Linked DNA regions of Mus musculus: region 1 is linked to region 2. A link is a contact called in public promoter capture Hi-C data. All regions are on one chromosome and are shown on one strand. Each heading gives the region's core, a stretch centred on a gene start, on an enhancer-like site or on the middle of the called end of the contact. The rest is flanking DNA. Distances are from core to core; before and after follow the strand shown.

The links. Promoter capture Hi-C pulls out the DNA fragments that hold promoters and counts their contacts.
Region 1: a promoter capture Hi-C map of hippocampal neurons shows a contact between it and region 2, with 11 times the contacts expected there. The contact joins the enhancer-like site here to the promoter of Lap3 in region 2. A contact is called at or near these places in 4 of 39 promoter capture datasets (the 3T3-L1 cell line, the C10 cell line, cranial neural crest and 1 more) and 2 of 115 datasets of contacts at active chromatin or transcription factors (embryonic stem cells and forebrain).

Annotation. Positions count from the first base shown.
Region 1 is chr5:48,343,490-48,348,285 of GRCm38.p6, forward strand. No RefSeq gene overlaps it. Among named protein-coding and RNA genes, the nearest start is that of Pacrgl, 27 kb to the right of the region's middle. Within about 2 kb of position 2,097, at least 19 of the 459 cell types and tissues checked have an H3K27ac peak or open chromatin away from gene starts, as enhancers often do. A contact at or near this core is called in hippocampal neurons, where this site is marked.
Region 2 is chr5:45,491,929-45,496,154 of GRCm38.p6, forward strand. Lap3 (leucine aminopeptidase 3) reads left to right here and starts at 1,446. Exons shown (of 13, transcript NM_024434.6): 1 at 1,446-1,633; 2 at 3,238-3,353. The coding sequence starts at 1,532.

The DNA of each region.
Region 1 (4,796 bases), core at 847-3,346, 2.9 Mb after region 2:
TATACTGGGGCAACAAGCTTTCACAAGACCAAGGGTCTCCCCTCCCATTGATGCCAGATTAGGCCCCTTCAGCTCCTTAAGTCCTTCCCCTAACTCCTCCACTGGTGCCCCTATGCTCAGTCCAGTGGTTGGCTGAGAGCATCTGCTTCTATATTGGTCAGGATCTGGCAGAGCCTCTCAGGAGACAGTTGTATCAGGTGTTTTAAATCAAGCACACAAAAGCTGGCGCTCTTCATGAGTTCATGAAGTTCTCAACTTCAGGGGATATCTTGGTCAGGCTGTTCTGAGAATGGCCACTTGGAAAGAGTTGTTCACCCTACAGAAAGGTCCTTTGAAGCGGAAGTAGCCTGTCATTTTCCTTACACCGTCAAAAATACTTAACCTTAAGTATCATTATTCACTTATTTAATCCAAACTCAAGGTTAAACCCTTGAGATGAGAGATGAACAAAACGGGCCTGGAAATTAAGCAAGGATAGCTGTCATCTGACTAAATGGGAGCGTGAGCAACTGTCTCAATATGTGTGTATCTGATTTCCTGGGTGTATAGATGTGTGTGTGTGTATGTTTGTGCCCAACTCACTACAGTTCAACAAATATTTTGTAGATGCTAACTATGTACAAATCTCTGTATCAGATGCTACACGAGCATTGAATGAATTAAGTTCTCTCCCTAAAGAACTCAGAATATTGATTCTTCTATGTGCCATCTGCCACATATCACTATGTTTAAAAGGCTTTACCTTTGATTTATTGAGGGCTTTGGAATCTTATTTTTTTTGTCTGGCTTTTAACAGCTTTAGCCGTGCACCTTTCCCTCACCTCCTGGCTACAGCCCTCAGCTTCATCTTTTCCTGAAGAAAAGAGATTTCCTCCTAGAAGTGGCTCCGAGAAGAGAAGAACTGTCTAAAGAGAGAAATTAACCCTTTCAGACTCCCCAGGTGCCATCGCTAAATGTCCTGTAAAACTCTTTCCTCATTACTACCTGGAGGGAGAATGGTCCTGAAGAGTGGCAGCCATCACACTAAACCTCACGCTGCTCGCTTATTTCCCTCCAGAGTTATCTCCCGGAGGGGATAGCGGGCCATCACTGCAAAGGCAAAGAAGACTGGGAGGTATTGACTTAAAAAGAAGAACAAATCCTGGAGTGGGTAGCTCCTGTGGTCTGTGTTGAGCTCTCTGAGGCTCTAGGTCAAATCCCCTGGATAGGTGAAAGTTGTGAACTGAAGATTCTATTGCTCAAAATGCTCTGAAACACTGGCGTCTCCTAAAGCCTGAACGTGAACTCCCTGGATTATCAGAGCGCAGGGAGGCTTCAAGTGACCCAATAGGGACTGACTGGACCAGGCCATTATGCTCACTCACTCTGATTGTTAATGATTTTTGTAACTTATCTACAAAAGCATAGATGAATCTTATTTTTTTATGCTCTTAAATTTGAATCACTAGTTAGCACTTTTCACTTTGGAAAAATACTTGATTCAATACTAACAAATCCTTCCTTTGTTTGAACAAGTTTTCAATGCCTAAGAACACGTTGCTCAGTACTTGTGGGCTTTAACACTCCTCTCTGTAGGGCTTTAGAAGATAAGGCCTACACTGATTCTTTGGACCAGTTTATATTCTTGTCTGCTGACCCAAGATTCTACCTGATGTGTTTTGATGTCAGAATTCTGCCTCTAAACTTTAAAAAACAATAGCATGCTGCTATTCATAGATCAAGTGATTGCCCGTATTGCTCTAACTTGCAACACTGAAAGACTATGACAAACAGAAACTGAGTGTTCAAGAATCTAATATTTAATGTAGCCCACAGTGCCAACTAGTGATCAAATTCAACTGCTGGGTCTTCAAACAAACGTTCTTAGTGGAACACGCTCTCTTTAACTTCAATTAAAAAAAAGAAAGAAAAAAATCTAAAGCAGAAAGCACTTTTCCTGGAATCTAAGCCCTACTGGTATTCTTGAGCCCAGGTATGATATAAGAACAAGCAGTCTATTATATGAGGTTAAAAGTATCTTTCAAAATGTCTCAGCAGACATTTTATCTCCTACTCATTTGCCTGCCCTCCCTCTTTGGTCAAGATAAACATTCCCAGCTAGTGCCTACTGCATTTAGCCTTACCACATTTTCCTATGTGTTTCTGTGCTGATCCTATTTCCTGCTTTTAAACTGTACAAATATATAACAATAAAGACGATCATTTTGCTAGCAATTGAATTACAAAATGTGTTCTGTTCCCCGCTAATGAAACCTCTATCTTGTTCAAAATCTCCAGCAAATAGCTTTTATATTTTTCTTTTCTGCAATTTGCCAGCTGACAATGGAAACCAGTTAAAGCAGGAATGCTGCAGGCAGAAGTATGAGAACTAGTTATTTAGTGCCATCTAGTGGCCATTAGAAAATTTGACTAAGGGTTTGAATCATCCCTTTCCTTTTTGACCAAAAGGAGAAATACAAGTCTCTGTGTGTTTTATCTACCCAGTTTTGAAGTCTTAATTCTTGAAAAAAATCTCAAACAAAATAATAAAATGTGAGTAAATCAATTATAATTAAATTTATTTCAAGTGTCCTATTCAGTCATGTCTCAATCATGTCAAGTGAAATCCACATAGAACAAAGGGATAAAAACAAGAATTGCTTTCTTTACAAAGTGCTGGGCTATCATTTTAGTGAAGACAATAAGGTTGTAACTAACTTTATTCACTGTAGGTAGCAAATGTATGCATAACACTGATGGAGCAAACTTCATCATTTTCCTTCATTCTGTCTTCTTTAAATGGCTTAACTTATACCTAGCACTGGGCTCTTTAGATTCTCATAAGGGTCAAAGATTAAAGTCTGTTCCTGCCTCCAAGTAGGAATTAATGTTGCAGATAGTCTGGCATTAAAAGTGGATTGTGGGGTGGTGAGTGGGGAAATGGTTCAGTGGTTAAGAGCTCTGGCTGTTCTTCCGGAGGACCCAGGTTCAAATTGCAGCACCCACATGACAGCTCACAACTGTCTGCAACTCTAGTTTTGGGGGATCAGACACCCTCACTTATGCAGGAAAAGTACCCATCAATGCAAATAAAATATTCTTAATTACTTAAAAACTGTAAAAGAATGGTGGAGGATAGAATCACGGAAGAACTTTTTCATAGGACATTGGTGCTGCCTGCCACAGGCCCCACCATGGGTATTTGTGATGTGTGTGTTTCACAGTTGTGTTTCATCTACTTAGGAAGTTAAGGCATAAGGATCTCTTGAGCCTAGGTCATCAAGGTTAACCTAGGCAATGTAGTTAAGTCTCTTGTCTCAGAAACAGTAAAAAGGGAGGAAGGGATAGAGGGAAGGGGAGTTAAATGAGAGGGAAAGAAGGGGACAGACAGAGAGACAGAGACAGAGAGACAAGACAGAGAGAGAGAGACAGTGACAGAGACAGAAAGACAGAGACAGAAAGACAGAGACAGAAAGACAGAGATAAAGACAGAAGAGAGAGAGAGACAGAGAGAGACAGGGGGGAGAGAGAGAGAGAGCCCAAGGAAGAACTAACAATGCAGAATATGTCTCTGCATTCAGAGTGTGACTCTCAGCTTCAGAAGTTCTTATTGCTCTGTGGAAACTCATTTCTCTCTTCCTTTAAGCACTTCAGCTAATTGTGCAAGTCCCACCCACAATAAGAAGGTCTACATTTCTTTCCTGTACCTATTGATTGTAAACTTCGCTGAAACGTCCTCATAGAAACATCCAGAATAATGCTTGACCAAACATCTGAATGCAGGAAGTTCAATGACTTTGAGCCAGTGAAATGATCATCACATCAAAAAGTTCACAGAAGAAAAGAAGAAGGATTTGGGAAAAGAAAGAAGGAGGTTTGGAAACCTGTTCATCATGCGTTTGTATGATGAATGCATGGCTCTAACCAACAAGTCCAGCGATGGACAGCCTTCAGACATCATTGGGTTGGCTGCATTGTACAGCTGAAGCAATACAGCCCAATGCAGCAGAGCCTGCTTATGCCCTAGGACTCAGCAAAAACAGGCACTTTATCAGCACTTGGGTAAGGGAGCTAGCATCACATATCCCAACCATTAAAAAGGCATTGCCGTAGGTTTTCTATTGCTCGCCCTGTGAGGGCAGAAAGGGTTTGTTTTACTTGCACTTCTACATCACAGTCCATCGCTGGTGGAAGTCGGGACACAAATTTAAGGTCAGGATCTTGAGGTAAGAGCTGATGCAGAGACCAGGGAGAAGTGCTCCTTATTGGTTTGCTCGGCATCGTTTCCTTTCTTATTTATTTATTTATTTATTTAATTTTTTGAGACAGGGTTTCTCTGTATAGTCCTGGCTGTCCTGGAACTCACTTTGTAGACCAGGTTGTCCTCGAACTAGAATTCCACCTGCCTCTACCTCCCAAGTGCTGGGATTAAAGGCGTATTCCACCACCACTGCCCGGCTCAGCATGCTTTCTTACAGTACCCAGGCCCACCAGCCTAGAGGTGATGGTTTCCATAATGGACTGGGCTTTCCAACATCAATCACTTAATTAAGAAATTATTAAGAAAATCCCTACAAGGTTTGCCTCCAGCTCAATCTTTCTTCTTAAGACTCTTTTTTTTTTATTGGATTATTTTCTTTCTCTACATTTCAAATGTTTTCCCCTTGCCAGGTCTCCCCTTCGGAACCTCCCCTATTTCCTCTCCCCTGCCTCTATGAGAGTGCACCCACTCCTGTCTTCCTGCCCTGGCATTCCCCTACACTGGGGCATTGAACACCCTCAGACCCAAGGGCCTTTCCTCCCACTAATGTCTAACA
Region 2 (4,226 bases), core at 196-2,695:
CAGGAAATCCCACTGGCAGCTGGCCTGGTCTTTAATTAAATGCTGCAACCTCAACTGGACTTTGATCATACTTTCATTCAAATATTTATGAGCACCTTGTTTGCATAGGCCCTAGATATGGACTAGATGCTAGATTTTGGCATGAATACACAGAAGTGAAAGCCACGTCCTACACACACACACATACACACACACACACACACACACACACACACACACACGAGCAGGATACAGGTGATTAGCAATTTGAGACAGGTTGCTTTGGGAGTAGGAGACATAAAACCCACAGTGGGATGGTCTGGAGGCATTTCTTGTGGAAGAAATGTCCTTAAACAAAATAAAAAAGGCAGAAGGAACTTGATCTTATTACGTTAGTAACCTTTTTATCACCAGGACAAAACTTTCTGAAGCTGTCAAATTAAAAAGAGGAAAGACTTTAGTTCCTAGCTCCAGAGGTTCCCGTGGTCATTCAGTGCACGGGTTTAGGGCCAGCATAGCAATTATGCTGAACACATACGATGGGATGCCTCTTCATCTGTGGTGAATCAGAGACAGGCAGCCGGGTCCTGGGATCACAGCATTTTCCTTGAAACCTCCCAACTTCTTTCTACTAGGTCCCATGTTCTACGTGTTCCACCTCCTCCCTGCAGCACCACGAGCTGCTGACCAAGAGCTGCTGACCAAAGCTTTAAAATATGAGCCTTGTCAGTAGTGAGGGTGGGCTACTAATGGGGACAATCATGGCCCATATCCGGATGTCTACATAAGACACTCTTCAAAACAGTTTTTGTAATCACTGTACTTCTTGCCCTTATTGGATAATGAAGGATGGCAGATATGCTACATTAAAGTATGCCACTTGAGCATCAATATTTTGCACCTAAAAGGCACTTGAATAGAACTAAATGCAAGAAGAGCCATCTTTGGGTCTCCCAAACCCCAAAGCAGAACGTCAAACCACCATGTAAACTACTGCTACCCCAAATACTTTTACCCGAGGTGAGGCGTTAAGGAAGCTAGAAATCTGCCCAAATGAACCTTATTTAGCTAATTATTACATTCTTTTTGTTTTCCTTTATGCTTAGTTACTTTTTCATAACTATTTACTATTCAATATAAGCACTTGGACCTGATCACTTTCAGGATCCTCATTTTCCTGTAAGGGCTTCCATGTATACACAAACTTGTTAAATAAAATTGACATACTTCTGTTAAACTGCCTTAAACCAAATTCTCAGGCTTCCCACGCGAGCACGAGCAAGCCGACACGCCCCTGAGCCCGCAGAAACCACGCCCACGACGCCGGCCCGCAAGAACAGAAGCCCCGCCCCCAAGGGCCTGCCGCCCTTCCCTAAGGCTCAGTAGCGGGTCTCCGCCCAGTTGCCGACGGCCCCGCCCCCAAGGCCCCGCACAGGTCCGGCTTTCCAAGCGCGCGTCCGGCGACCCCGGAGGTCCCGCCTCCAGGCGCGCGCCCTGCCACGCGCCACGTGCTCCTTCTCTGGAGGGCGGCGCCGAGGGCCGAGCCGAGAAGATGTACTTGCTGCCCCTTCCGGCTGCCGCGCGAGTCGCGCTCCGCCGCCTGGGAGTGAGAGGTCTCTGGGATCGGGGTCTGTCCACCGCAGACATGACGAAGGTGAGTGGAGGCGGCTCGCTCTCGGGCGGCCGCGCGAGCCCTGGCGGCGGGCAGCAGGGTGACCCGGCGTATCCAGGCCGCGATGTGTCGGACGGACGCATCAAGTTGCAGAAATGAGCTGAACAGAAAAGTTCCCTGGGTTTGCAGGACACCAGCCTGGGCCCGGCTTGCGACGAGGGCGGCCGATGCTGTTTGCCGAGGGCGCGTCCTTTCTTCCTAACTGGACAGTGCTGGGTTCTGAAGGCTGAGCAGAACCGCTCACTCCACCTAACCAGTGTTTACTGACTCCTCTAACTGAGCTCTGAAAAATTACACGCGCCTAGTTCGCCAATTCTTTTAGTTCTCACAGAGACCCTAGAAAGGACGACGGTAGGATTGTCCCAAAGCCTGCTACGCTTCCAGAGTAGCCAGTCACAGGGCCTGGACCCCTCCCCCCGCTGAAGTGAAGTGGAAGGCCCTGGGGGAGGAAACTGCTGGATTGGGTTTCTGTCCTTTTAGGGGAAAGGGTTTTATTGAGAGAGGTCATCTTGAAATTGGAAGAGGGTCTTCTCCATAGTCTGAGAAATTATGAAGGACCCTCAGATGGGAAAAGTCTGGAAGGGCTCATTGGAGTACTTCCAGGTCATACTTCCAGGACCTGGTGAGGGAGGAATGTTCCAGATGGAGCTTTGAACTCAGGTCGCCTGCAGTTATCACAGATAGCAGAGGAGTTAGGCAGACACCTTTCCAGCCCTGGCCGGTAACATTGGATTGTCCCAGGTTGGTCTCATGGAACCCCAGAATGAACAATCTTGGGAAAGTTAGAACCTAGCACTTACCATTGCTAAGGACGCCTGTTTTCTTCAGTGGAAAGATGGGTCCGGAGTACCTGGGGTGTTTTTTGGAAAGGGCCCTGACCAGAAAGAAGGCATGTGCACTGTCAAAGTTTAACTACGCAGGAGCTCCAGTGTCAGGGACTAGGTTTCCTTATCTGGCAAATGAGAGAAAAGTACTCCTTGAAGTGGCCGTAAGGGAGGCAGTATTTTAAAAGTCGTAAATTGCCTTGTGAAGTCAAATGATGAGCAGTGGTTTTACATCCTTATTTCAGGTGTTTGGGGCGGGGAGCGTGTGACAGAAATGTGGAGCCACACCATTAAGTGCTTGGCAGAAGGCCCTGCTTCTTCTGCCCTCTCTGCAAAGTCACACACTTTCCCTGATTGACAGGGTACTAAACAATGTGGACATCCCTGATCTGAAATTTGAAGCACTCCAAAAACTGAGTGTTCACTCACTTCTGAATGTCTGTAGGAAGTCCTGCAGCTAACCCTTGAGTGGACAGAGTCAAAACACAAGTATTTTAAACGACCGAACCCTGAGACAGTAGATCTGAAACAAGTGATTTTCAGGTTTAGGGTTGGCCCAAGATGTCTCACATAACCCAGTTCCAGTCTTGCCCTGGTAGGGATTTTAGCTGCTGCGGTGGAGGCTGCTGCTCTGCTCTTGGCCTCTGCGGAAAAAGACAGTTTTAATGGGATTGCTTGCCCCTTCTGCATCTGGACAGCCAATGCTTTCTGGGGGATCTACTCTGATTGTATTTATCTTTCTTGATTTTTTTTTTTTTTCAGGGCCTTGTTTTAGGAATTTATGCCAAAGACAAAGATGATGACCTGCCACAATTTACAAGTGCGGGAGAGAGTTTTAATAAGTTGGTGTCTGGAAAGCTGAGGGAAATGTTGAACATGTAAGTGTTACTATAATTGGGGTTCCTTTTTGTTTGTGTGTGTATTTTGCATTGTGAGACAGGGTCTCTGCTGTGTAGCTCTGGCTGTCCTGGAACTATGTAGATCAGGCTGGCCGGCTTCAAACTCATAGACATCCACCTGCCTCATTCCCTGGAGTTCTGGATTTAAATGTATTTGCCATAAAACAGGGCGGGGTTGTAGTTCTTAAAGGCCCCAAGATTTAAAGAGAGTATTCTCCTTGTATCAGGTAAACTTAATGGAACCCTGACCAGCAGGTTCTCTGGAAATGAAAGTATGTTCTTGAAGAAGCTGGGCAGTTGTTTGAGTGTGGGTGGGTCTGCAGTTCTGGGAAGTCATGTGGTTTCTAGCCAGTCACAAACCTATTGTGAAGGATTGACGCGGATCCAGAAAGGAATAGATTTCCTCAGCCCACTCCCAAGGCTCAGGTTCACAACTCCTACTCTCCTGTCTGGCACCAGCCTCTAAATGCACTTTAACTGAGTAATTTAAAAACAGCCTAAGGTCCTGCCCTTTTATTTCATGGCTGGACTTTGAAGGCTTTTCAAATGTTAAAGTAAAGTGTGGGTGGGTCATCTGATTAGCAAGTGTACAGCCTGAAATTCAGTCAATCTGGAGATGGCCTGAGATCTGACCTCTCTCTCCTAGATTAGCAAGGTCCTAGAGGAAGTAGGAAGACTTTAATCTGCTAACCACATTTGGCAGAAATAGAGAGAGCAGCATAAGCCCCTTTAACGACCTGTCACTCAGGTAACAGACTGTATGTTAGAGGGTCCCAGGCATCACCTGATAGCTATAGCAATTCTATCTGATACATTGTAAGTACACTGTAGGACTTGTACCTCCTCTTGCTT